Linked DNA regions of Mus musculus: regions 1, 2, 3 and 4 are each linked to region 5. A link is a contact called in public Hi-C data. All regions are on one chromosome and are shown on one strand. The core of a region is the stretch at or near the end of the contact, and the rest is flanking DNA. Distances in the headings are between cores, read along the strand shown. Region 1 has its middle 35 kb from the start of Gm39449. Region 2 has its middle 33 kb from the start of Gm31559. Region 3 overlaps Rbms3 (RNA binding motif, single stranded interacting protein). Region 4 overlaps Zcwpw2 (zinc finger, CW type with PWWP domain 2). Region 5 has its middle 80 kb from the start of Gm39451.

Region 1 (5,043 bases), core at 652-3,151, 900 kb before region 5:
GTATGAAAAATTACTCATTTTCTGATTGACCCACATTTTAGAACTTTTTCCAAAACTAACTAGGTCTCTAGATTTATAAATACAATATAGGTCAATACACATATTATGTATACTCAATATAAATAATAAAATGAAAGAATACATTTTTTAAATGTCTTCTATATGTGCTACAGTTCCTGATGCTATTCAGAGGAAAACAAGAACTTCTCTCTTCTCCTCTTCTCCGTTGTTTTGTGCTCACATCCTCACAGATGGGCAGTGACCTTCTCACTGCAGATGCTCCAGAGCCACCAGCTTCCTAACATCTGGCACTGTTGCTACTTGGAAAATTCAGAAACTCAGCCTACAGCTGCATTTCACATTTACAGGGGTCTCCATGGAAATCTCCAGTCATTAAGGCCAAGTGTCTCAAATGGTTTGGCCCAAATCTGTGCTTCCTGGTGGTGAGAGTCTGAGATGACCGTGGACTTTTAGAAGCCCTTCATCTGTCCAGCCACGGCAGAAGCACTTGGAACAACCAACAGGAACAAACCTTGCATTGCATTTGTCTTGGTCTATTCTATTTCTGCCTCTCTCTCTCTCTCTCTCTCTCTCTCTCTCTCTCTCTCTCTCTCTCTCTTTCAAATTTTAAAGTTAGTGTACAAAGTGATGGTTTTCATTGTGGAGTTTGCATACATGAGTCATTAGACTTTGTTCTTATTCATCTTCCTTTTCCATTGCCTCCCCCTCGCCCAGTCCCTTCTGCTTCTCTCTTCCTGGTATCCTTCCTCGCCCCAAATAGTCCCTCCCCTGCCTACAAGACACATGGATTCCATCACCGAACTCTTCCTTGTCTCATGTGGTCCCTCTCCTCCCACCCCCAACACATGTAAATCTAGATTCCCCATAGGAGAGTAAACGCTGTGCTTAGCTTTCCGAGTCTTATTTCTCTTGACATAATGATCTCTCTTTCCAGCTGTTTTCCTGCAAATACCACGACTTAATTTTCTTGAGGTTTGAAAAAGTCCCATTGTGAATATATAGCATATTTTCTTTATCATTTATCTTCTGATGGACATCTAAGCTGCTACTGCATCTCTTAGCTATTGTGAACAGTGTGAATCCACAAGAAACTCGCATGTGTACATTAACCCAGAGTCCTTCAGACATATTTGCATGAGTGGTCATCGTTTTTATTTAGAAGGGTGGTGGGTAGCCAAGGATAACCTTGAACTTCGGATCCTTCGACCTCCACGTCCTGGGTTCTGGGCTTATAGCCTCCACCACCGTAATGAAGCACTAGGTATGGACCTTTAAGCATATTCAGCATACATGCTATGAACTGAGCTCCATCTCTGCCCACTCTAATGTGGACTGTCTTAATGATTCTGTTGCTTCTTGCATCAGGAACTGATTTAGAACCACACCTTATTGCCTTACAAAGGAGACTCTTCTCAGAAATACACTACTCCTCACTCATTTCCACCCACTTAACCAACAGACTATGCAACACTCTCTTCCAAAAGTGAGCTGACAGGGGACATTTTGCCTTATACTACTATATATGTCTTTCCCTTCTTTGTGATTTCCCATAGCGGATAATTTATCATAAAATGGGAATGTTTACTTTTGGATATGCACCGTCTCTATAATGCAACCTATGGATCTATTTCTAAGGAGATCGCCTCTCCTCATCACACATGGGCAATGCAGGTACATGGCAGTGGCCCTGGCATTCCCGGGCATGGGCTTGGGCACGTTGCCAGCTGCGAGCCTGTGCACACGCTGAGGGTCACCCACTCTGCACCATCCACATTTCATTCCACCCCCTTGTCTCCCATTGAGATGAATCATCTCCTTTATCCTGTGTGTGGCTGTGAAGCAGCCTGCTGGCCTGTTTGCTAGTTAGGTTGATTATGATTTAATTTTATGGATGATGTCACACAATTATCTCCAGATGGAATAATCAGGGTACAGATCTGCCAAGCAGAGTTGGGAGGGAAGTGGGTTCACCCAGCAAACAGCCATTTCTGCACTGGGATTCCTTTTGTTTTGGCTTTATAAATTTGCCAGCACTGGGTGTGCCTTGCAGGGCCTCGGCTGTCTAATTCAAACCAGAAGACTTTCTCTTTCTCTGAATTTTCTTGTCTTTCTATTATCACATAGTATGCAAAAGGAAGACTCATAAATTAGTTTGTGGAGTTAAAGACTTGCGTTTTCAGCTGTGTGGACTCGTGTGTGTATGTGTGCCTGTGTACATGAACATGTGAAGGCAGGAGGTTGATGTCAGAAATAGCCCTCTAATGTTCTTTCACTTTATTTGACTCAGTCAAATCCAGAATTTAAAGAACTGGCTATAAATCTTGCTCTGGGGTGCCCATATGTGTGCAGTACCCATGGAGGCCAGAAGAGGGCATTGGATCTCCTGGAACTAGAATTACAGGCAGTTGTGAGCTATTGGACGAGGGTTCTGGTCCTTTGCAAGATCAGCAAGTTCTGTTAACCATTAAGCCATCTCTCCAGCCCCTCTTTTTGCATTTTAAATCCATGCATTCACACTACGATTCTCTCTAAGCATTGTTTTAATTGCCTTTCATATGTGTTGGAATGCTGCCTTTCAATTTTACTCAAAAGTATTTCCTGTCTCCCTTGTGAATTTTTCCTTCAATCCTTTACCAATTTAGGAATATTAATTTTCACATGATGAAAAAAATTAAATGTTGATTCTAGGATTTGTTTCCAATTTTCTCCATCAATGAGTGAAATTAGAATTCAATAGCTTATATGGTTTGGAACATTTCTAAATTACTGATTCATTTTTATAGGGTTTAACATATGTCCTTTTATGATCTAACATTTGGTCTATACAGAAGAATAATTTTTTATATTTATATTCATTTTAACTTATATATTTAAATCTAAGATATGTCTGTTTTATATAAATATGTGTGTGTGTGTGTGTGTGTGTGTGTGTATACTGTAGAGTTGATAATATTTTATTTTGTACATTTTTCTGGTACCAATCTGTGCTTGTGGATTGGAATGTTGAATATATTTACATTAATGTCCATATTAATATTTATGCCTGGCACTTATTTTCTATTTAGTCTCCAATTTGTTATAATTATTATTTTGTTTTACTAGCTATTCATTTTTGTCTTCTCATCACTTAAATGGATGTTTCCTCCTGTACCATTTTAATTTCATTTCCTTCTATTAATTCTCTTTCACTAATTAGCTTTTATTAGCTTTGTGCTACTTTACTCATAATTGCCTTGAAGATTATAATGGATACCTCACAAAAATTTCATTCAGGGGATGGAGAAATGGCTCTGGGCTTAAGAACATGTACTGTTCTACTAGAGGACCAGAGTTTAGTTTCCAGAACCCATGCTGGGCAGCTCACAAATGTCTGTGTGTGGATGGTTTTATGTTAACTTGACACAGCTAGAATTATTTGAGCAGGGAGAATCACAAGTAAGAAAATGCCTTTATAAGACTGGCCTACCTATAGGCAAGTGTGTGAGGTATTGTCTTAGTTAATTGTCAATGTGAGGGAGCCAATCCCACAGGAGTGGCCTGTTGGGCCTCTTGCTATAAGAAAGAACAAGTCAGAGGGAGGAATGCAGAAAGCAACACTCCTCCATGGTTATGCTTTGGTTCCTGACTCCATATTCCTACCCCAGTTCCTGCCCTGACTTCCTTGGAAAATGAACTACGGCTCTAAGATGAAATAAACCCTTTCCTCCCCAAGTTGCTTTTGGTCATGGTATTTTGCATAGCAGTAGAAACCCTAGTTAAAACAGATTATAGCTCTAACTTCCAACACCCTCTTCTAGCCACTGGGAGGCACCATGCTCACATGCCCAGACTCAAAAACACAGACACTGAGTTTCTGAGTGTCTCCAAACACCACCACATGTCATGAAAGAGAAGCAGGAGCCAGATATTATCTGTATCCAAGAACCAGTTGTTGACATCAGAGAGACTTCGCTATTATTAGTTTAAAATTAGTTCTTTCTATTTCCTTCTGTTAGTTGCTTAGGGCTTCCATGACAGAATACCATAGAGTATATGGATTAAACTGTGGAATTCTATTTTCTCAATATTTGTGAGGTTGAAAGTCTAAGTTGAGACACTGTGTACTTTGGATTCCTCTGAGGTTTTTCTTCTTGGCTGGTAGATGATCTCTGCTGCAGACCAAATGTCTGTGTTTTTACAAAATCCATAGGTTGAAGGCTAGGTCCTCACTGTGATCCTCAGAGGTGGGGCTAAGTGATCTGATGGAGGGACCTCTGGGGAAAGTGTTCTCTAATTGTCCAAGGTGTCTGGCACCAGACAGGTCCAGAGATATGACCTTCAAATGGTGATTAGGTCATAAGGGTAGGGTTCTCCTGAGTACATTAGTTATTGCACACCTTGAGGACATGATATTGACAACATCTCTCCTTTCAATGGTCTAGGGACCCAATGAGAAGATGAACATCTGCAAACCGGAATAAAGGCCTCCCTAGATCCCAAGTTTCCCCATTGCCTTAATCCCATCCCCTAGATCCCTGTTGTTTACCCTACCCCCATCCCCTACAGTTCTGTTAGCACATCCTGAATTGGTCCAGCTTTCACAATACATCATCAGGTGGCCTTTCTTCTTCCCAATCTATTTACAAGAATGCCAGGCAGAGTGGATTGGGGAATCTATCTACCTGAAGCCTTCATTTTAATTAATTACCTCTTTGAAACCTTATCTCCATTGACAGGCACCAGGAGGTGAAAGCTTCCATGGTGAATTTCAGAGGCCACAAGTGTCAAGTATCCATGGTCCTTTCCTGCACTGGAAAATGAAGCATGCAGGGCATGTTGGTGGCCACAGAGGTAACTTGAGGGAACTCATACTATAGCCTTTTCTCCTCTACACATTTCTCCCAGCTTTGTCCTAAACACGTGGCAGAGCTAAGAAATGATCTGGTGTCTCTTCCCACTTTAATAGTACACCAGACTTTTCAAGATGCTGTGGCAGAACTAAGAGAACCCAATTGTCCACAGATATCCACTTAGGCTAACCCC
Region 2 (4,835 bases), core at 634-3,133, 970 kb before region 5:
GCAAGCACTGTGGGCATTCCCTGAGAGTAGATCCACCTGCCCATCATTTTAGGAGCTCATCCACTCATCCGTCCGTACACTTGCTCATTCTGCAAACACTGCATTACCATCCCATGCTTGCAGAATACTAGCATATGCAAAGTGTCAGGCCCTGTCGTCAAGTGCAGAAACACAACAAAAGGAGCCTGCGAGGCTCAGCGTGTAAGGGAGCTTGCAGAGCAGTCTGGGGGCCTGGATTCCATCCCTGGAGCTCACCCAGAAGAAGGAAACAACCAACCAGCAATTGCCTTCGGATCTCCACATGCGTGTCTCCTCACCAGATAAATACAATTTAAAACACTCCATAATTTAAGATGGTAAAGACGTATACAGCTGTTATATATTTAAGTAAACACTAAGATGTTGAGTCATTGGGATAACGTAGTTCTATAATCCCAGCCCTTGGAAGATGGAAGCAGGAGGATCAGGAGTTCAAGGCCACCCTCAGTTATATAGTGAGCCCAGGGCCTGCCTGGGCTACTTGAGACCATGTGTTAATAAAATAAAATAATTACGTGGAAAGAAACCTAAAGTATCACATATTCCATACAGCATTTCATTGCTGATTCTGTTCCTCTCCAGTCGAAGTTGCTGCACTGCAGTGGGATTTAGCCTTTGTAGAACACACAGCACACATCTCTGTTCGCAAGCATTTTAGACCTTGATTGACGGGACCGTGGGAATCATTTTGTGGCTAATTTTTGCATCTCTAGTCTTTAGCACAGTGACAGTTTCTTGTTTAATTTTCAGTGACTATTCTAGAACAACGCATGATAATTAAAGCCCTTAGCAGGATCTATCAGAGATTTTTACGTTAGAGAGCCCATGATCTATTGAGGAAGATTCATCAGCCAGTGGTATAACACAATGAATTTCATGGTATAATATGTACAGGCGATAACAAGGGGCAATCACATCCTGTAGGCTAGCTCTGGGGAAGGCTCCTGAGGAGCAGAGATAGCGGGAATGCACCTTGAAGGGTCAAGGAGAATTTACCCAGAGATGGGAGTGGAGGACACAGCCAGCTGCAGAAACAGACTTTAAATATAGACAGAGCGCTCAAAGACAACCAGTGCGTGTCAGAGAGCGCCTAGCCCTGGAGTGGTGGAGCCAGAGCCAGAAGAGAAACCTGGGCAGGAAATCTGAGCCAAACTGGAAAGTTTGATATGCTGTGCTAAGAAGGTTGAGTTTTGTTCCTTCTTGGTGGCTTTAAGCAGAGAAATGACAGGATCTGTATTTCTAAAATGCCAGTGGCCGTATACAAAACTGGATTCTCAAGGAAGCAAGTGAGTAGGGGCCACTTGCAAATGCAATGTGCTGAGATAATGGGGAAGTGAGGGGGGGGGTTGTGCTGAAGGAGAGGGAGGGAGGGAGGGATGGAGGGAAGGAGGCAGGGAGGGAGGGAAGGGAGGGAGGGAGGACCACACATCCCTGAGGAACCTTCTAGGTAGGCACAGATAGAATGGGGAGGCAGACTGGAGAGTCTCTGTACACTCACAGTATCAACTCCTTCTTGCAGTTTGGAGTTTGTTTAATTGTTTGTATAATCCAAGGTGGCCTTGAATGTTCATTTATCATTTTTTAAAGGAGAAGCATATGTCTGTCTTTGAATTTGGGACTCTCATTAATCAGTGGAACCATCCCTGCGCGTTCCCTGACTTCTGTCTATGGTCTTTATGGGCGCTCAGACCCCTGCGCTCTCATCACTGAGGAGAACGGCCATTGACTGTCTTCTCAGAGCTCATCTGAATTAACTTTATATCCCTTTGTAAAGGATGAGGCCAGGGTAGAGAAGCAGCCGAGAGGCGGCCTGAGAGGCAGGTCCTCATTGGCTCCTTGTTCTTCCAAGTGAGCAATTTGCCTCTTTAGAGACTCCCAGGCATGAGTCAGAGCTCTTCCCGAATCACAGTTCTCAAGAGAATGTTTCCACATGACCAAAACACAAAACAAACAAAAAGCAAAACAACAAAAGCAACAACAACAACAACAAAAACCTAGAAACAAAAAAGCAAAACCAAAACCTAAAAAATCCAAACCCGAAACAAGAAGCTCAGCAGAGGAGAAACGAACAAACTTCTGTGACAGGAGAGGAAGGGCCAGCAAAACTGTGGTCTTTGACAGCATTTGTGAGCATAGGTCACACAGCGCCACATAAAGCTAGACATAGATGTGTCTGGGAAGAGAGAATCTCGACTGGGGAATTTCTTCCATCACGTGAGTCTGTCTACAGCGCCTTTTATCACTTAGTACTTGTGGTGGCACACGCCTTTAATCCCAGCACTTGGGAGGCAGAGGCAGGCGGATTTCTGAGTTCAAGGTCAGCCTGGTCTACAAAGTGAGTTCCAGGACAGCCAGAGCTACACAGAGAAACTCTGTCTCGAAAATCAAAAACAAAAACAAAACAAAACAACAACAACAAAATCACTTAGTACTTGATGCAAGCGGTCCCAGCTGAGCGTGGGTACAGGACTCCTAGGCAGGTAGACCTGGCCTGTATAAGAAAGATAGCTAAGCATAGGGGAGGCCTGCCAGGGAGCGCTCCTCCATGGTCTCTGCTTCAGTTCCTGCCTCTAGCTCCTGCCTTGACTTCCCTCAGTGACAGACAAAGACTGAAAGCAGAAGATGAAATAAACCATTTCATCCCCAGATTGTTTCCGGTCCCGGTGTTTTTGACAACAGCAGAAAAGCCAGCAAGGACAGCATCAGAACAACTGCTTAAAAATCAACAGAAACGGATCCTTACTTTCATCTCTACTTCTAAAATGCTATAAATTGAAATATGTAAACTTTAAATGTTTAAATAGCCCCGGTAAGATCACCCTATCATTTAAGTAGACAACTGTTGCTTCTTGCCCAACTAGAATTAAGAAGCTCCAAAAATTTCAGAGAGGCAAGAGTCTCTTTCTCCGGTACAAGAAAGAGACATTTAACTGTGGCCTTCCAGCATCTTCCCACTTTGGCTGCTTCTTTGGAAATAAAAATTTTATTCCCCTGATAATTTTGTGCCGAGTGGTGATTGTCAAGACATCGGCCAACAGGTGGCGCTGCAGGTCCGTGTCAACGTAATTACGAGGCGCCTCTGGTTTTGTATAGAAACAGAAAATCCACCTGTCCTCCACAGGAAATCACAGGGTCTCCTGGAATAGCCTAAAAGGCTTCCAATAAATATAAACCCCAAGGATTTATAGCACTTCTTACTGCTTGCCCAGAGTCCTGTGCTAGAGAAAGGACTACCCGAAAAGTTTGACACTTACAGCTGTTTAAATATATAGGAAAGGGGCAACGCGTAGAACTAAAAGTCAACGTTCCAGCCTGGGATTATATAGCATGATTTACAGATGTCGTGATGAAAACCAGGAAGGATGTTACAGACGTTGCAACCATTTGAGTCTCACTGTTCACCGGCCAGATCTGCAGTGCTGAGCTTGAACTTGCTACCCAGCCCAGAATAACCGTATATGCCCGATCCTCCAGACCCCAGTTCCCAAGTGCTAGGATTAAAGGCATGCAACACCGTGCCGGGTTCTAAGTGGTTCTGGAGCTCAAATCCAGGGCTTCTGATATGTTAAGCAAGTATTGTATCTGGTGAGCCACTTCACCAGCCTGCAGAACTGCGGTTCGTAATCAGAGACGAACGGTCCTATTTGATAGTATTCTTAACTATAGTTGAACGCAAGCAAGCTGCCGTTGTTGTAAAAGGAGAAACCAAGATCCAGCAATGGGCAATGCCAAGACTGTTGAGTAGTAGGTCCTAAATCCTAGAGGTCTGGCTCAAACTTAGCTCAGAGATCTGCTTGTCTATGCCTCGTCAGCCCTGGGATTATGAGCGAGTGCCACCATGAACAGCCATTTTTATGTGGGGTGTGAAGATTGAACTCGGGTCCTCCTGCTTGCAAGGCAAATGCTTTCCTGACAGAGCTATCATCTCTCCCGCTGGAGAAACACCTTCTTCCGACACACCCTTTACTTCCTGGACAAGTCACACTACAGAGAACTCCTCTAGAGTTTCTTTGTTCAAGAACAGCCTTTGAAGAGGCGGCTGTTTAAGGCTTCAGCCCACAGAAGAACGGAGGGATAGGCTGAGCTGTAGTGGGGGAAGGGAGGCCAATGCTGTTTCTTCCTGTTGGTCACAGAGGAGGGAGCAGTTTTACACATTCCTGTGGCCCTGACTTCTGAAAGGACTTCTTCAGAGACTGCAACTTGTCCAGATGCACAAAGACCATCTTCACTTGGTCTGGTTTCTAAATTGCTCTTGGTGGGAATGTCTTCCGCAGCTGCTCGAGAAGGCTGAGCCAGCTGAAGACCAGGAGGGAGTGGCTCTTCAGTCATTATCTTCCTTCCAGAAAAAGCGATTTAGGGAATCCTTTAACAATAGAAAACTGGGCAGTTGTGCACAATTCAGTGCTTGGAGGGAGAGGCACAAGTTCAAGGTCACCACTGGCTGCACACAGTTCATAAAATCTACTCCTACCCCAAATCCCCCCAAAAAGGAGAAAAGAGAAATTGAATGCTCTAATAGAGAATTTATTATCTGCTAAACTTTAATCAATAATAGCTAATGCGTTAAATCATCGATTTTTTTTTCAATTTCTTACTACAATCTGGATGACCGGACTGGGTTTGTTTGCTTGTGAGAGGTGTTGGAGAGCTGAAATCCATCCTTGCACACAGTAGGGCAAGTCCTTGCTGAGCTACACCTCTGACCTCTCCAGAGTTTGAAGTTTGTTTTCTGCTGATAAACTCTGAGATTCATACTGGTGAAATTAGTTGTCCAAGGTCACAACTTATAAGGAGCC
Region 3 (5,320 bases), core at 2,652-5,151, 550 kb before region 5:
AACACTGAGAGAGAAATGATGTCACTAAGAAAGGGTATGTGCTCAAATATAGACCCCTGTCTAAGATACATGTTGTGGAGGTGGTGGTGGTGAACGTGGTGGTGGTGGAGGTGATGGTGGTGGTGGAGACAGTGGTGGAGATGGTGGTGGGGAAGGTTGTGGTGGTGGTAAAGGTAATGGTGGTGGTGGTGGAGGTGGTGGTGGTGGTACTGCTGCTGGTGCTGGTGGTGATAGTGAAGATGGTGGTGGCGGCAGCTGGCTGAAGACCAGCATGCGTGATGGGTCTGGATAGCGTCTATGCTCCTGCTACATCACACATAGCTGGGGTCCATCAGATTTCAACTGTGGCTGTCAGTTCAAATCAGATCTCTGCTGAGGGTCAATCTGTGCTGTTTTCCTCAGCACTACAGAACATCGCTCAGCCATGTACATACAACCAAACTTGCAATGACTTAATACCCAAGGGTCATTCTCCCAGCAATGTAGTATGACAGTTGAACAAGGACTGTCCCATTTTGTCACCTGGAATGTGGCTGTGGTCCCTCAGAGCTTTCCAGGGGAGACTCAGAGAGTCTGTCTTTAATCACACATTCTCTTCAGGACCTCTCCATCTCTGTCCATGTCATTTCACCCAGCCTCTCCTTTATTCATACATTCTAGCATCACTTCTGAAATAAACACAACACACTCAAGTCCTCCAGTCGGAGGTTGCTTGGGAAGGAGGTTGCTGACTAATGTGGTCTCAGAGCGTGTTTAGCATAGATGTGTACTATACAGTCATCTATAGGCTTGGATGCATGTACATATTTGATGAGATGCAGAAAATTTTACAGATGAAAATTGGGTTTGTCTTGTCTCTCAGGAGAGATTAACAGAAGTCAAGTGAGATGTTTTGTATTAGTATTGATCTTACATTTTTATCATTTAAAAAGGAGAAATGAAACACATCAGCATCTTGTACCCCTATACAGAAGACAATGAGGCAAGTGTCAATTCATATAAACATGTAAACAAGGCCACCTGTCATCTGTGAGGTGTCTGTGGCGTCCACCCCTCACACAAATCCAACTGATCATGACCTGTGGCACCTCCATGAAGCCTCAATGACCCCGTGCACTTGACCCCGTGCACTTGTGAATTCGTTATTTTCACCCAAGGGGAAAAAATGCACGCAGCAAACCCCAGAAGAGCCAAAGAGCATCCTGAAGAGATTTAAACAGGTCACTACTATCAATTTGCCACCAGCTAACTCATCTTTTCTGCTTCTTACACTCCATGCTGAGCACCAAGTATAAACGTTACATCGCAGAGGTGAGTAGGGGTGAGTTCACACCCTGCATCTGTGCACAGTCATGATGAATAAAACAGCTGCCTCCCATGTGTGCTGAAGAGCTGAGGTAACTGTTGCAGAAATGGTATACGATTCCTAGAAACCAGTAACCTATAATTCTGACTTAAAAGATAACATTCCAGTAAAAATGATCTCAGGCTGTAGCGACATTTTCATCTTAAAATAGTTTTTAAGCTACTTTATTTTAATTCTGTGTGTGTGTGTGTGTGTGTGTGTGTGTGTGTGTACAAGTGCAGGTTCAGAGGTCAGATTTGGTCAGAGGGCACTGGATCTGGAGCTGCAGTCACAGGTGGCCATGAGCTGCCTGATGTAAGTGCTGGGAACCGAACTCAGATCCTTTCCAAGAGCAGCAGGGGCTCTTAAACCCAGACCCATCTCTCCAGCTTCCATCCTTATCCCCTTAATGGCCATCATTGATAATTTACATTTCTAACTAACTCAGGGCTGGAAAGGACTAGAAGACCAGAGACTGTATTCATCACAGACACACACATTTCATGATTTACAGATGCGTAAGAGTAAAGACAAAGTGTGTGGTGGATACAGAAGGAAACAAAGTGTCAAGTATCCGCTCCTATGAATTCCTGTTCCGCCCCTGAGAAGTCCCATGGCCAAGGAGCCTCAGAAATCCTCCCAAGCTTCCAGAGGAGTTAGAGCAATGCTATGAGAGACCTTGCCAAGAAAGGCTACTACTGCTTCCTTCTTAGAGGTCATAGATTAGGAGTGTAGGGGTACTCATAGATACACTTAAAGTCCAAAGCAAGTTATATAATATATAATGATTATAAATTCTTGATTTACCACGGTACCCATAAATATAATTTTCCAGGACAGAATTAAGTTAGAACATACTAGTACATGGACTATGAGCTAAGCTGCAGAAAACCCAGTATCTTCAGGACATAGAAGACAGAGAAATTAATAATTTTCATGTACCTTTTGGACTTCTGCTATCAAAGTATTTGACATAAAATTGAAATTAAATATTTCACACAAGGAGAAATTTTAATTTAATATGACTCCATAAATTTGATGTTATTAAAAATGATTCAAAATGAAAGTTTTAGTAAGTGGAAAATGATGATATTATGATGGTAGATGGGGAGAGAGAAAAATAGTGTAGGGACATGATTTACTCATAAATAAAACAACCAGAAGACACACGCACACACATACAAACACACACACACAGTTGCTGTTGTTGTTTGTTTATATAGGTCCCATATAGGCCTGCTGACTTCCGTCATTATGTAGCTGAGGCTGCTCTAGAATTCTTGATTCTTGTATCCAACCTCCCAAGTCCTAGGATCATCACCAGGTCAATCTATGAGTGCCAGGGATTGAACCCTGCAGACACTCTACCAACTAAGCCATGCCTCAATCCCTAGATATCTACATCAGCAGTCGATCATTGCCAAAGTCATAAAGTATTAATATGAGCAGAGTCACAGCCTTAGAGAGAAAGCACTGGTCAGGATTCTCCAGAGAAACAAAACCCAAAGAACATATGCAAATGAACAGACAGAGATGGCTAGATTGATACAGAGCTTATGTAGAGAGAGGTATAATTATATACCTGCAAACTGGGTTTACTTTGAGATTAAACTCTTAAAGCCACAGAGGCAGAGTCTCCCCATGTACTGGCTGCAATCTGGAAACCCAGAAAGAGCAATGGTATAATCCTGTTTTAGGATAAAAGACAGAGATCCTGGGAGTTAAATCTCAGAGTCTGAGATCCGAGCCCTTCATATCCAAGGCTAGGAGAGAAGATAACTACCTCAGCAGCTACAGGTGAGGAGCCAATTACTCTCTGCTCTACTGTTTGTCCTCTTCAGCTCCTTAGAACATTGATGAGATCTGCCTACATCAGCTAGGGTGGAGCTTTGTGCCTCAGTCTACCAACCCCAGTCTGGGCACCTTTGAGAAACACCCTCAGACACAAGCACCTCAAGAATGCTTTGCCAGCTGCCTGGACATCCTTCACCCCAGTCAGGCTAGCACCTTACTCATCATGAGTAAGGGTGGTATGAACACTCTTTCTGCAAACCCTGACAACACCCCTTTCCTTTAGGTAATAAATAAGAATACAAATGATGGAAAGTTTTCTGGCCTTTTAAGTTGTGGTCTTTCTTCTTGGAACACACACACACACACACAAGTAACCATAAAATGCTCACCCAAGAGACCAGTTGCTTACAAGCCACCCAAAGATATAGGAACAGTTCCATCAGTTGGCTCTTTAGTCCCTTTAGTGATTTTGCCAATATTCACTTCTGCATTGCTCAGTTATGTTCTTGCTTTGCATCATTATTTTCCTCTCCTCAGGCCCTAGTCTCTGGCCAGATGTTTGCTCTAACCACAAAAGGCAATAGTTACTAGCTAATTCCCATGATGACTGACCTTGTCCAAAGTTTAAGACCATCCATCCTATTTATTAGGTTAAGATGAGGGTGTGCCAAAGATTAGAGAGAGGCTGTGGTCATGGGAAGACAGCGACCCTGGGAAGAGACCTGGACCCTGGCCCAGCCTCTGCCATCAGTTCATTCCAAGATCTTGAGTTAGCTGCTTGACCCCTCTTGGCACTGGAGTTCCTGCATCTGTTGGTGTAGGGTGTAGGTGGCCTCTGTAGTCCCTTCCGATCCAAGTTATTATGCTTGTGTACATCAAGCAACCTCTTGGGCCATGTTCCAAGTTCCTTAGAGACTAGGACCATGGTCAAACTGTCTACACTCCAGCCAAGCACACAGACGCAAAACACTGAAACTCCCCTTCCAAACGTAGTCAGAACAGCTCAATGAGCCAAAAAATGAGGAAAAAGATCATTTCTAGGACCAGATGAAGGGCTGTACTCGACAGTAGGCCAAAATCACATGTCAAATTTGTAAACACAAGGTCACAAATCAAATCCAGCCCCAATAAACAGGGTGATGTTAAGCTCTGGGTCAGGTTACATCTGGGGTTTGATGATGGCAGAAACGGCTGTCACCGCAGTTACTGCACTGAAAGAAACCACCTAGTGCTTGGGAAAGTTACAGAAAAACTTGGACTTAAAATGTCCTGGGTTCTGTTTATCACTGCATCAAGTGGGTGACACAGGGTGAAGTATGCCAGTTTAGGGAAAATGATTAGAAAGCAGAGAGAGAAAGGCACTCTATCTATCTTCATCAGAAACAGAGTCGCCGCTTTTTATAAGCATGGAAAGTTTTAGGTCATGTCCCTTAGCAGAAGCATGTCTCAAACTTTACTTTTTTATATCGACACATCATTTTACCAGAGCATCTTAATGTTTCCATGGCATTGATAGAAGAACAATATCCATGAGAGGCAGGAAATTCTTCTCGTTCCAGAATGTCATCGGGTTAAGAATGTTTATGGCTCGTGGATTAATTCTATTAAACAGATGATAATGGCTTGGCTCAGAGAATTCGGATTGCTTGCCTCTTTCACCACAAGAAAATGAACATCACGAACACAGACACAGCGTCTTCTTTCTTTACTAGCTCATCCTGAGTTTATACAGCAACGGTTAACACAGAGTAGGTCCTCAGGTACCTTCTGATGAGGGGATAGATTTCCACGGTGCACGCTATCACAGCTTGACTGTAATGAAAAATAAATTGGAAGTTGACCATTTTCACAGGTATAGCAGAGAGCACTCCATAATAAAACAGGGAAGGGAAGCTGCAGAGGCTTGATGACGTACATCCCTCAAGAAGGATGCTTGAGACTCAGCCTTAGCTTTGCTTCTTTGTTCTGGTGGGTTTGTTTTTAATGTTGAGAGGCATGACCTGATAATTAAGATTGTCAAGGAAACTCACCAGAGGGAGTTGGGACTTTGTTTCCCACCTTTGTGTTGTGGATTCCTTTTCCTTCTTTAAAGAAAAGATTTTGCTTTATTTTAAAATATGTGTATACATGTGTGGAGTGTGTGCATGTGTGTGCACGAGTGAAGTGCTTATGGAGTCCACA
Region 4 (5,013 bases), core at 884-3,383, 560 kb after region 5:
ATATTCATAAGGGAAATTGGTCTGAAATTCTCTACCTTTGTTGGGTCTTTCTGTGGTTTAGGTATAAGAGTAATTGTAGTTTCATAGAATGAATTGGTTAGAGTACCTTCTGCTTCTATTTTGTGGAATAGTTTGTGCAGAACTGGAATTAGATCTTCTTTGACGGTCTCATAGAACTCTGCACTAAACCCATCTATCTGGTCCTGGGCTTTTTTTTTTTTTTTTTTTTTTTTTTTTGGTTGGAAGACTATTAATGACTGCTTCTATTTTTTTAGAGGATATAGGACTATTTAGATCATTAACCTGATCCTGATTTAACTTTAGTACCTGGTATCTGAATAGAAAGTTGTCCATTTCATCCAGGTTTTCGAGTTTTGTTGAGTGCAGCCTTTTGTAGAAGGATCTGATTGTGTTTTGGATTTCCTCAGGATCTGTTGTTATGTCTCCCTTTTCATTTCTGATTTTGTTACTTAAGATGCTGTCTCTATGCCCTCTAGTGAGTTTGGCTAAGGGTTTATCTATCTTGTTGATTTTCTCAAAGAACCAGCTCCTCCTTTGGTTGATTCTTTGAATAGTTCTTGTTTCCACTTGGTTGATTTCACCCCTGAGTTTTATTATTTTCTGGCATCTACTCCTCTTGGGTGAATTTGCTTCCTTTTTTTCTAGAGCTTTTAGGTGTGTTGTCAAGCTGCTAGTGTGTGATCTCTCTAGTTTCTTTTTGGAGGCGCTCAGAGCTATGAGTTTCCCTATTAGAAATGCTTTCATTTTGTCCAATAAGTTTGCGTATGTTGTGGCTTCATTTTCATTAAACTCTAAAAAGTCTTTAATTTCTTTCTTTATTCCTTCCTTGACCAAGGTATCATTGAGAAGAGTGTTGTTCAGTTTCCACGTGAATGTCAGCTTTCTATTATTTATGTTGTTATTGAAGATCAGCCTTAGTCCATGGTGATCTGATAGGATGCATGGGACAATTTCAATATTTTTGTATCTGTTGAGCCTGTTTTGTGACCAATTATACGGTCAGTTTTGGAGAAGGTATCGTGAGGTGCTGAAAAGAAGGTATATCCTTTTGTTTTAGGATAAAATATCCTGTAGATATCTGTTAAATCCATTTGTTTCATAACTTCTGGTAGTTTCACTGTGACCCTGTTTAGTTTCTGTTTCCACAATCTGTCCATTGATGAAAGTGTGGTTTTGAAGTCTCCCACTATTATTGTGTGAGGTGCAATGTGTGCTTTGAGCTTTACTAAAATTTCTTTAATGAATGTGGCTGCCCTTTCATTTGGAGCATAGATATTCAGAATTGAGAGTTCCTTTTGGAAGATTTTACCTTTGATGAGTATGAAGTGTTCCTCCTTGTCTTTTTTGATAAATTTGGGTTTGAAGTTAGATAGTTCTATTAGATATTAGAATGGCTACTCCAGCTTGTTTCTTCAGATCATTTGCTTGAATGATTGTTTTCTAGCCTTTTATTCTGAGGTAGTGTCTGTCTTTGTCCCTGAGATGGGTTTCTTGTAAGCAGCAAAATGTTGGGTCCTGTTTGTGTAGCCAGTCTGTTAGTCTATCTCTTTTTATTGGGGAATTGAGTCCATTGACATTAAGAGATATTAAGGAAAAGTAATTGTTGCTTCCTAAAAGGGAACTTAAAAAACAATTCCTCTGACAGAGCTATAAAAGGACATGCTATAGAGATTTAACCTAAAAGAAAAACCAAAATAAGTGGAGATAAACAAGTTATTAAGCATTATGTACATCTACATGAACTCCAGATTCTGCGGGCTCAGGCCAGACAGAACCTCAGTCATCGTGGAGAGGGGACGTGGGTAGGAAGGCCCACTTCCACCTGAAGGGCTATTGGCAATGAGTAGAAAGTCACACCTCCAAGTGTCATGAACAGTGTCAACTTGATTGGCAGACTGCATTTCTTTGAGATGGATGAGGACTGAAATGATCGTTTTCTCTATTTTGGATGCTATTTTTTAAAGTGTGCAATTCTATTGTTTCTGATACATACACTACACATCAATTATCAATATGCTAGCCAGGTCAATTTTCAGCAGAGTCTGGTATTCCCATGACCTCTGGACAGCATCAGAGCCCAGAGCCTGGCAATGTGACTCACAAATGCCTTGCTGCCTCCTGCTCTCTGCAGTTGTTCTAAAGCTCTGTGGATTTCTTTGGTTGAGGGTCTTACCAGAGAGAATGACTAGAGTGTGCCTTCAAGCAGTGAACAGAGGCACAGAGGGAATTTTCTCTAAAAATAGAAGCTGGCTCCCAGTGCCACCTTGAACAAAAGCCATGAATGGTTTCCTATTAGCACCTCCAACTGTGGCTAAGGATGAGACTGGCTTCAAGCTTCAAGGGGCTCCATGAGTCGGCATTTTACCCAGAGACCTTAAAGGCTTGCTATTTAAATTTTCTAAAAGGCCTGCTCAGGAACTGAACACAAAAATTCAGGGTGGCTTGTCATTCACATTTCATTCATATCTGTAAAACACTTAAGAACAGTAAGAGTTAATTCCAACAAGGCACTGGGGAGGAAAGAAGCTGGGTTTGTGGTACAGCTGCGCAGCTGACAAAGGAGCCAGGAATCTGATTATCTGACCTCTGGCTGGAGGTTCTGTGAAAATCCAAGTCAGCTGCAAACATTTCCTGTTTCTGTGCAGTTTTTACTAAAGCCATTGGTCATTTCAGCAAGGGAGATGCTGGGAGATGGGGGATGTTGGCAGGGGACCCTGTTTCTAGGGAGACTTCTGAAATATTTAAAATAAATTGTTAAGAGCCGATGTTGAGAGAACATTTAATGGCTATATCACAGCATTATTTTTTTTTTACAAAGAAATGAATGTTCAGAATGTTACTGTGTGTTTCACCATTTTTCTACTATTATCCTCAACATTAAGAATACTCAGTGACTCCTTACCCTGTGGGAATTCTCAGCATCCAGTCTTGTAAGCCTAAACCCCAGAATAATACATAAGAACTGTTTTCTGACAGGATAGACAGAATCTCCCCCCAATTACACAATAAAAGACATAGTCTTAATCATTTTGTGCACCAACCCGTAAAAAATCCAGAGAGGACTCCCTGCACACAGATTCATGGGAGAAAAGGCAGGCCATCATTCCCTGTGGTCTGGGTGGGTGTGTTCTCCAGTGTACACTGGAGTAGCAATTTCTGATGTGTACCTTATATGGGAAAATTTTTTGAAACATTTGAGGACATTAAACATATAAACAAAAAGATAAATAGTCCCTCAAAGTCATCAGTAGATTATACAGAAGCCGAATGTTTATACACCAGAGTATATTACAAACATGAATTCTGTAATAAGTCAGTTCTATTAATTCTCACTGACATTGAACAGCAGCAGTTGCTGCAATTGAGCAGAGAAAGATCATCTAATATCTAGGGACATATCTGCAATCTATGAAACATAAAGTCATTACTCAAATTTCTATTTTACGTTATGCTAATAACCATTATTGATTTTGGTTTTGATGAAACTGAGGAAGGGGTGGTGAATAGTATCCCCAACAGACAAATTAAAAAATATTTTTCTACCTTCAGCTAATTCAAGCCACAGATGCAAAACCCATAAATATACAAGGTAAATTTTATTATTAACTCAAATTTCAAGTGAATTAATCTCAACTAAATCTTTAGATGAGTATTATGCACAGAAAAACAAAAGTAAAAAGGAAGTTATTCTTAGAACTTGAAGGTGATTTTGAAAAAGAAAATTTTCATTAGTAATAAGGACTAGAACAGTTTCTAAAGACAGGATCCAGGATAGCCCTGACTGGCCTGGAACTCTCCATGTAGCCAAGGATAACCTTGAACTCCTGACCCTCCTGCCCTAACTCCTGAGGCTGGGACTACAGGTATGTGCCACCTTGCCCAGATTAGTTTTTCTCTTTGTTTGCTTTTGTCATTTGTTTTTTTACTAATAATGTTTAAATTTTATAAGATTTATCACTAGAAACTTACTCATCAGTAGAAACATCACACACTAAAGTTAAGCAGACCCACATCTATACAGCCTGAGGACCGGCGTGGGAACAGAAGCCGCAGAGCCGCACGTGAAATCTCACACTTTCAGAATCAGCTCAAGTTCAGGTGCTTATGCGTGTTTTCACGGTGGTTGTTTTAGAAGTTATTTTGGTGGAACAGTGTGTTTGTTATGATATTTCACTCATATTTATAATAAGTAGCCTTTCCCTAAATCTAACAATGCTGCCCTCCTAGGGGACAATGGTAAACGTAAATGACACTTGGTAAGAGTTGATGTCTTTACAACTTCTTAGTCAACATAAGAGAAGAGAGTGAAATCACTAACTCTGCCCACATTCTGCAGTGACACTGCTGTGCTGCCTCCCATACTCTGCAAACCCCCAGTGTGCATTCAGGCCGGGCCCTGGACCCTTACAGACGATTGCTGTGTCTCCTGTGGCCATGAACTCCTTCCTGAGGAGAAGTAGCAGCCTTCACATGTAAAGCCCATGAGCAAAAGGATGGAATTTAAAAATCAAAAACAAACAAGTAAACAAGCAAACAAACAAAGCAGGGTGTGGCATCAGATCCCTATAAAGAATGACAAGCAGGGGTTCCTGGCCAATGAGCCTGGGGCCAACCTGGGCTACCTAGCAAGACTTTGCCTCAAAACCAAAACCAAAACATGAACGATGACCAAAAAAATCAAACTTTTGTCTTAAACGAACCCCTCCCTCCCCACACACCCATGTATACACACATGTGTGTGCGCACACACCAAAGTGATGTTCATCTCATGGGCAGTCTCTAGACCCGTGCAGAACAGCCCTTTCTGTGCGTGTTTCACACACTTGACCATCTCTGGTCTCTTCCTCAAGCCCAGCCAGGAGCCCAGGCCAACGCACACAGGCTCCTCTATTTAATACAGTTGGTGTTCCTATGTCACTGATGCAATCTGTGTCCAAGTGTGTGCTGTAAGCACCTCTCTTTTTCCACTTCAGTAACATCCTATAATTAGAC
Region 5 (5,239 bases), core at 1,502-4,001:
AGACTGACATCATCTCCTTCAGTGTGGGAAGACTGACACCATCTCCTTCAGTGTGGGAAGACTGAAATCATCTCCTACAGTGTGGGAAGACTGACATCATCTCCTACACTATGGGAAGACTGACTCCATTTCCAAGCTGTGGAAAGACTGACACACATCTTCAGGTTCTCCCCAAAGTTCAGAGTGTCATTGTGTGCCTGCCCTGCCCTGTGTATAAGGGTTACCCAAGGGCCCATTTGCCTGAAGAGACCTACCTCCTGTCTCTCTGCCTTCAGAATCCATTGGGGTAGAGCTCTCGGGATGTAGTTATGTGGTAAGATGTTTGCAGAACATGCATGAGGTTCACAGGTTGACCCCCCAGAACCACAAAATTGATAGATGACAGAGAGATAAATGATAGAAAGACCGATTGGTAGAGGATAGGAAATAAACATATGAATGAGAACTAAACATACAGATGATAGATGAATGATTATTAACATATACATAATTAATAGAGACAATAAGATAAAAGATGATAGGAAGGTAGACATATAGACAGATGGACAAACAGATGAAACAGATAGATAGATGATAGACTGATAGATGAGAGAAAAATAAACATATGAATGATAACTAGAGCTGATAAACATATGGTTGCTAAATGTGTGATATATAGACATATACATTAATAATAGATAAATAGATGAAGGACGATAGATAAGAGGTGATAAGAAGGTAGACAGACAGACAGACAGACTGATAAGTGATACATAAATAAGTAGATGATAGATAAATAGACAAATGGATATATGGATCATAAAAATAGTTGAATAAAGAGATAAGAGATGAAAAATAGATGATATGATAGATACTAGATAACTAAGGAATTTTATTTTCCTTTCAAAGAAAAGCACCAAAACCCATATCTAGTAAAACTCCCAATTGACCACTCACTCCTGAACATGGCCGCTCTAGCATTATGCTTACCTGGCGTTTTCTGTAAGACTTAGATCACATTAGTCACTGACTATGCAACATTTTTATTCATGTCTCCTCATACTCAAAACAAGATGCAAAGCAGTCAATTTGCCAATGCCCTAAATGTGTTATGGTTAAGAGCTGAAAGCTGAGACTCTAACAAGTCTCTCTCATCCACCTCCTCTTGCTGAAAATTCAACTTAACACTGAGGGAAGGTATTTGAGATCCCAGACAGCAACCCAGAGCCATCCACTTGTGATTTAGTGGGACACAGTGTCAGTCAATACTCCCTTCTGCTGCAGAGACCGAAACCTTGGGAGTGGGGGCTGCTAGGAAGAGGTAGGACCTTTATTATAACCCAAGTATGTATGGCAACATTTGACAATTTCAAATGAGATCTTCCCCAGATTTCCAATATTACCAAAGCTGTAGTAGAACCTACAGACCACCATCTGCAAAACCAAGTCCTTCACCCTGCCCTCTACACCTAGAGCTACAGGAGGTGTGAGCCATCGTGTGCGTGGTGAACATCAATCCTGAGTTCTCTGGAAAGTAAGTGGTCTTAACCACTGAGCCATCTCTCTGGCCCCATCCAGGTTTATATAGCTTCTTTTTTTTTTCAGTAAGATAGAAGGGGGGGGGAAGAAGAAGAAAAAACTAAAGGAGCCGAATATAATGCCATCTTTCAATAGAAGATGATCAGAAGTTCCAGGTCTAGCAATCAGAGGCTGGGAGAAGAATCTATCCCAGCAAAAGCTGTGAAGGTTCACAGTCTCTGTATTGCCCACCTGTACCAGAAATGAGTTCCTGCACCATGGATCGTAACCAGTTCAACAGGGACAAGATGCTATTGGAATTCAATAAATTGTAAGTTATTTTACCTTGAAAATTTTCTAAGCATCTGACTTATAGTTCTTATAGACAAACAGTATCTTAATCCCTTTGACCAAAGTGGTGCAGAGCCCACACTGCAAAATACCGTTAAATGGTTACACTTTTCACTCGTCTCAATTGTTCTTAATTAAGGATGTGCCTCTTCATTACCAAGAAGAGCTAAGAAGCATGGCTCCGTCCAAGTTCCTCTAATTTCTGTTAAGTGTGCACGCGTGCTCACTTCAAAAGTTTGAAGAGATGTTAATAACGCTGCTCACTAGGACGGAGGCGAGAGGCAGATAGCAAAACACATTCCTGTGAAGAAATGCAGTTGCGCCTAGAGCTCCATCTGTACCCACACTCCACACACACACACACACACACACACACACACACACACACACACACACAATTTGTATGTTGCACCAACAGAATGCAGATATTTTATTAGCATTGGGCCAAATAGTCATTTATAAATAAATCCCCAACATCCTAAACAAGGACAGCTAAAACATTTTATGAGAATTCTCCAGTCTCTGAAATAAAAGTACCACTGACCCCTCCTACGCTGTCATTATTTATTTTCCTGATATATCATTCATCTTATAAAAACAGAGTAAAAAGGAAATAGCCCATTTTCCCAATCTTCAAGGATGTTTTGAAGACGTTGCCCTTAAAAAAGGGCAGATTTCTCTGCGGTTTCCTTGCCAAGATCGGTTCAATCACTTTCTTGCAATTTTCTGCAAGAAAACACTGCAAGGCAAACATCAGTGATCCAGCATCAGGCGACTTTCCCTCCTTGATAATAAATATGTCAGTTTGGAGCCGGCTCACAGAGAATCCAGACAGCCCCTAGCTGGCCTTGTTCCAAGAGCGAAGCGTGTGGTTGAGAAGAGGCCCTCAGCTCTGTCACACGCAGACTTCTGTCTACCCCTACCGTCTGCAGCTTGGAAACAGAAGTGGTGGCTATTACAGACTTGTCTTGGGGCACTGGTGTGAGACGTCTTTGTTAAGTACCATGTACAGTCAACAGAAAGCATCCTGCATTGAGTGGAGATGGATCCTCTGAAAACGGCATTTCGTGTTACGTACTAGAGAGTGAACAAGACTTGTGGCCACTCTTTGTCAGATTAGAAGTTATAAATGCAGCACCAGGACAAACAATTCAGATTCTCTTTCTGGATGATATCACATCTTTTCTGAGGGTGTCTGCTATGCTGGTCAGTACACAAGCATCTTGTTATCTTATGTTACTTGTTTTAAAATATGTTTCTGATTGAAATAAAATCACATTACTTCTAACTTCCCTTCCCTACCCTCCTTCACACGTCTCTCAGTCCACCCCTTTCCAGGTGATAGCCCTGTTCTTTGATTACTATTGCACATACATATTATATGCAAATATATTAATAATATTAAACATATAATATGTATATTTTTTTGAGCTGACCACTCTGTATTAGACAATCAATGAGAGGCCTCATCCCTGGGAGTGGCTATTCTCCTCTTAATAGTAATTAGTAGCTGCAGTTCTAGGGGTGAGATCCACTGAAAACTCTCCCTTCCATGTTACTGTGTCCATTGATATTGTCCTTATTGGAGTTTTGATTATGAAGCCTTTTCTAGGATATTTCAATCAAATTTATTTAGGCTTGTTTGGTTTGGTTTGGTTTGGTTTGGTTTTTGTTTTGGTTTTGGTTTTTGCTTTTGTTTTGGTCTTGGTCTTGGTCTTGGTCTTGGTTTGGTTTTGGTTTTGGTTTTGGTTTTGGTTTTGGTTTTGGTCTTGGTCTTGGTCTTGGTCTTGGTCTTGGTCTTGGTCTTGGTCTTGCTCTTGGTCTTGGTCTTGGTTTTGGTTTTTTCAGAGGCTAGGTCTCATGTAGCTCAAGATGGCCTTAAACTCCCTACATAGCCATAGTCAAAGCTGGTCATGAACTCCTGACCCTCCTACCTCCGCCACCCTGAGTACTGGGCTACAAGCTTTCACCCTCGTGCCTGGTTTATGTGGTGCTGAGGGCTGAAGCTAGAGCTTCACTCATGAAGCACCAAACTGACAAAGCTGTATCTCAGTGTCATCTTCTATGTAAGTCACTTGTTTTAGGGCTCAGCTGAAAGCCCAGGCCTGGAGCACCTGGCCGTCTTTCCTAAGCTCTCTGAAACTTAATGATTCAATAAGTGGAGTTTATCTAATGGGAAGAAGGCACTGAGGAACATTTAGTAGGGGACTCCTGGTAGTTTTGGTTGGGCAGTGCATAAAGACTGACTTAAATGTTACTAAGAACTAAAAGATGGCCCAGGCTGAACAAGAGAAAAATGGTGTTAGATGTTCAAAGCATTGCCAGTCTAGAAAAGATGTCCCTAAATCACCCTGAAGGACCAAACATGGAAACTGACATGAAGGGCCAGTCTTGACATGCAAATGGGATTTGATAATGATGAGTGGGGAATGAGAATTCAGTGAAGAAGAAATAACAAGAGAGAAATCTCATGATAAAAGGGGAAAGGCCAGGGCTGGTTTGGGATTGAGGCCCTGATGTGTGGTGATGTTAAAACAAGGTAGGCAGCCAATAAAGGACAGGTAGAGACAATGACAGGGCCACCACACACCTGGGGCTCTATTCACTCCAGATGAAATGCAATCAATGCTGGCCTGGCAAGATGGCTGTCACAAATGCTTGACACACAAACATGAGGACCTGAGTTAGAGACCCAGGACACTTGCAAACAGCCAGCATTGGTGATCCACCCATGTAATCCTAGGGCTGGGAATGTGGGGGCAAGGGGATCCTTGGGCCTACAGGACAGCAACCAACCTAACCTTTGAGCCACACAGGTGATGGACTTTCTCTCAAAACCCAAAGTGCTCAGCCTCCTAGGAATAATATTCAAGGTTGACCTCTGACCTCTGGCTTTCATGTTCATGTGGATTCATGCATACATGCACATACATCCTCATGCATATATGCACACACATCCTTATGGGTACAGGCACATGCATACATACAAACTGTGAAATAACATGTTAAGTGTTCATCTCCAGTCCTGAGGGCTGCAGTGTTAGGCTGAGAAGCTGAAGGACCATGTATGCTCATTCATGAAAAGCAAGCAGCCAACACGTGGGGACCCATGATCAAGCCTAGACAGAGGAATTCTTTGCCTGATTACAAACCTCCCTGACATCACGTTATGCCAGCTGGATTTACTTTTTAGTTTTCTAAGATACAGGCAATCGGCTAAGTGAAACCGAATAGTCCTTAGCTGGAGCTCTGGTGGAGCAGGGTCATCGGAGGTCACTGTGTCACTGAGGACAAAGGGCAAAGGGCAGGATGATAAAGCTTTCACAACACATCAGGATGCTAGTTTATCACCCAAGAGTGCAGTTGTAGAAAACAAAACATTTAAATGAAA

The links. A called contact is a pair of places that touch in the nucleus more often than the background predicts.
Region 1: a Hi-C map of the N1E-115 cell line shows a contact between it and region 5, with 9 times the contacts expected there. The contact joins two enhancer-like sites. A contact is called at or near these places in 2 of 484 Hi-C or Micro-C datasets (the N1E-115 cell line and cortical neurons).
Region 2: a contact with region 5 is called in a Hi-C map of uterus, with 7 times the contacts expected there. The contact joins two enhancer-like sites. A contact is called at or near these places in 4 of 484 Hi-C or Micro-C datasets (the N1E-115 cell line, epidermal suprabasal cells, nephron progenitors and 1 more) and 1 of 115 datasets of contacts at active chromatin or transcription factors (embryonic stem cells).
Region 3: a contact with region 5 is called in a Hi-C map of uterus, with 4 times the contacts expected there. The contact joins two enhancer-like sites. A contact is called at or near these places in 5 of 484 Hi-C or Micro-C datasets (neurons and uterus).
Region 4: a contact with region 5 is called in a Hi-C map of the N1E-115 cell line, with 4 times the contacts expected there. The contact joins two enhancer-like sites. A contact is called at or near these places in 1 of 484 Hi-C or Micro-C datasets (the N1E-115 cell line) and 1 of 115 datasets of contacts at active chromatin or transcription factors (T-cell acute lymphoblastic leukemia).

Annotation. Positions count from the first base shown.
Region 1 is chr9:116,487,595-116,492,637 of GRCm38.p6, forward strand. No RefSeq gene overlaps it. Among named protein-coding and RNA genes, the nearest start is that of Gm39449, 35 kb to the right of the region's middle. Within about 2 kb of position 1,902, at least 20 of the 459 cell types and tissues checked have an H3K27ac peak or open chromatin away from gene starts, as enhancers often do. A contact at or near this core is called in the N1E-115 cell line, where this site is marked.
Region 2 is chr9:116,423,363-116,428,197 of GRCm38.p6, forward strand. No RefSeq gene overlaps it. Among named protein-coding and RNA genes, the nearest start is that of Gm31559, 33 kb to the left of the region's middle. Within about 2 kb of position 1,884, at least 7 of the 459 cell types and tissues checked have an H3K27ac peak or open chromatin away from gene starts, as enhancers often do. A contact at or near this core is called in uterus, where this site is marked.
Region 3 is chr9:116,843,675-116,848,994 of GRCm38.p6, forward strand. The region is part of intron 4 of Rbms3 (RNA binding motif, single stranded interacting protein); the gene reads right to left. Among named protein-coding and RNA genes, the nearest start is that of Gm39449, 320 kb to the left of the region's middle. Within about 2 kb of position 3,902, at least 37 of the 459 cell types and tissues checked have an H3K27ac peak or open chromatin away from gene starts, as enhancers often do. A contact at or near this core is called in uterus, where this site is marked.
Region 4 is chr9:117,954,253-117,959,265 of GRCm38.p6, forward strand. The region is part of intron 5 of Zcwpw2 (zinc finger, CW type with PWWP domain 2); the gene reads right to left. Among named protein-coding and RNA genes, the nearest start is that of Azi2, 84 kb to the right of the region's middle. Within about 2 kb of position 2,134, at least 35 of the 459 cell types and tissues checked have an H3K27ac peak or open chromatin away from gene starts, as enhancers often do. A contact at or near this core is called in the N1E-115 cell line, where this site is marked.
Region 5 is chr9:117,391,655-117,396,893 of GRCm38.p6, forward strand. It overlaps a transcript of Rbms3 not described here. Among named protein-coding and RNA genes, the nearest start is that of Gm39451, 80 kb to the left of the region's middle. Within about 2 kb of position 2,752, at least 22 of the 459 cell types and tissues checked have an H3K27ac peak or open chromatin away from gene starts, as enhancers often do. A contact at or near this core is called in the N1E-115 cell line and uterus, where this site is marked.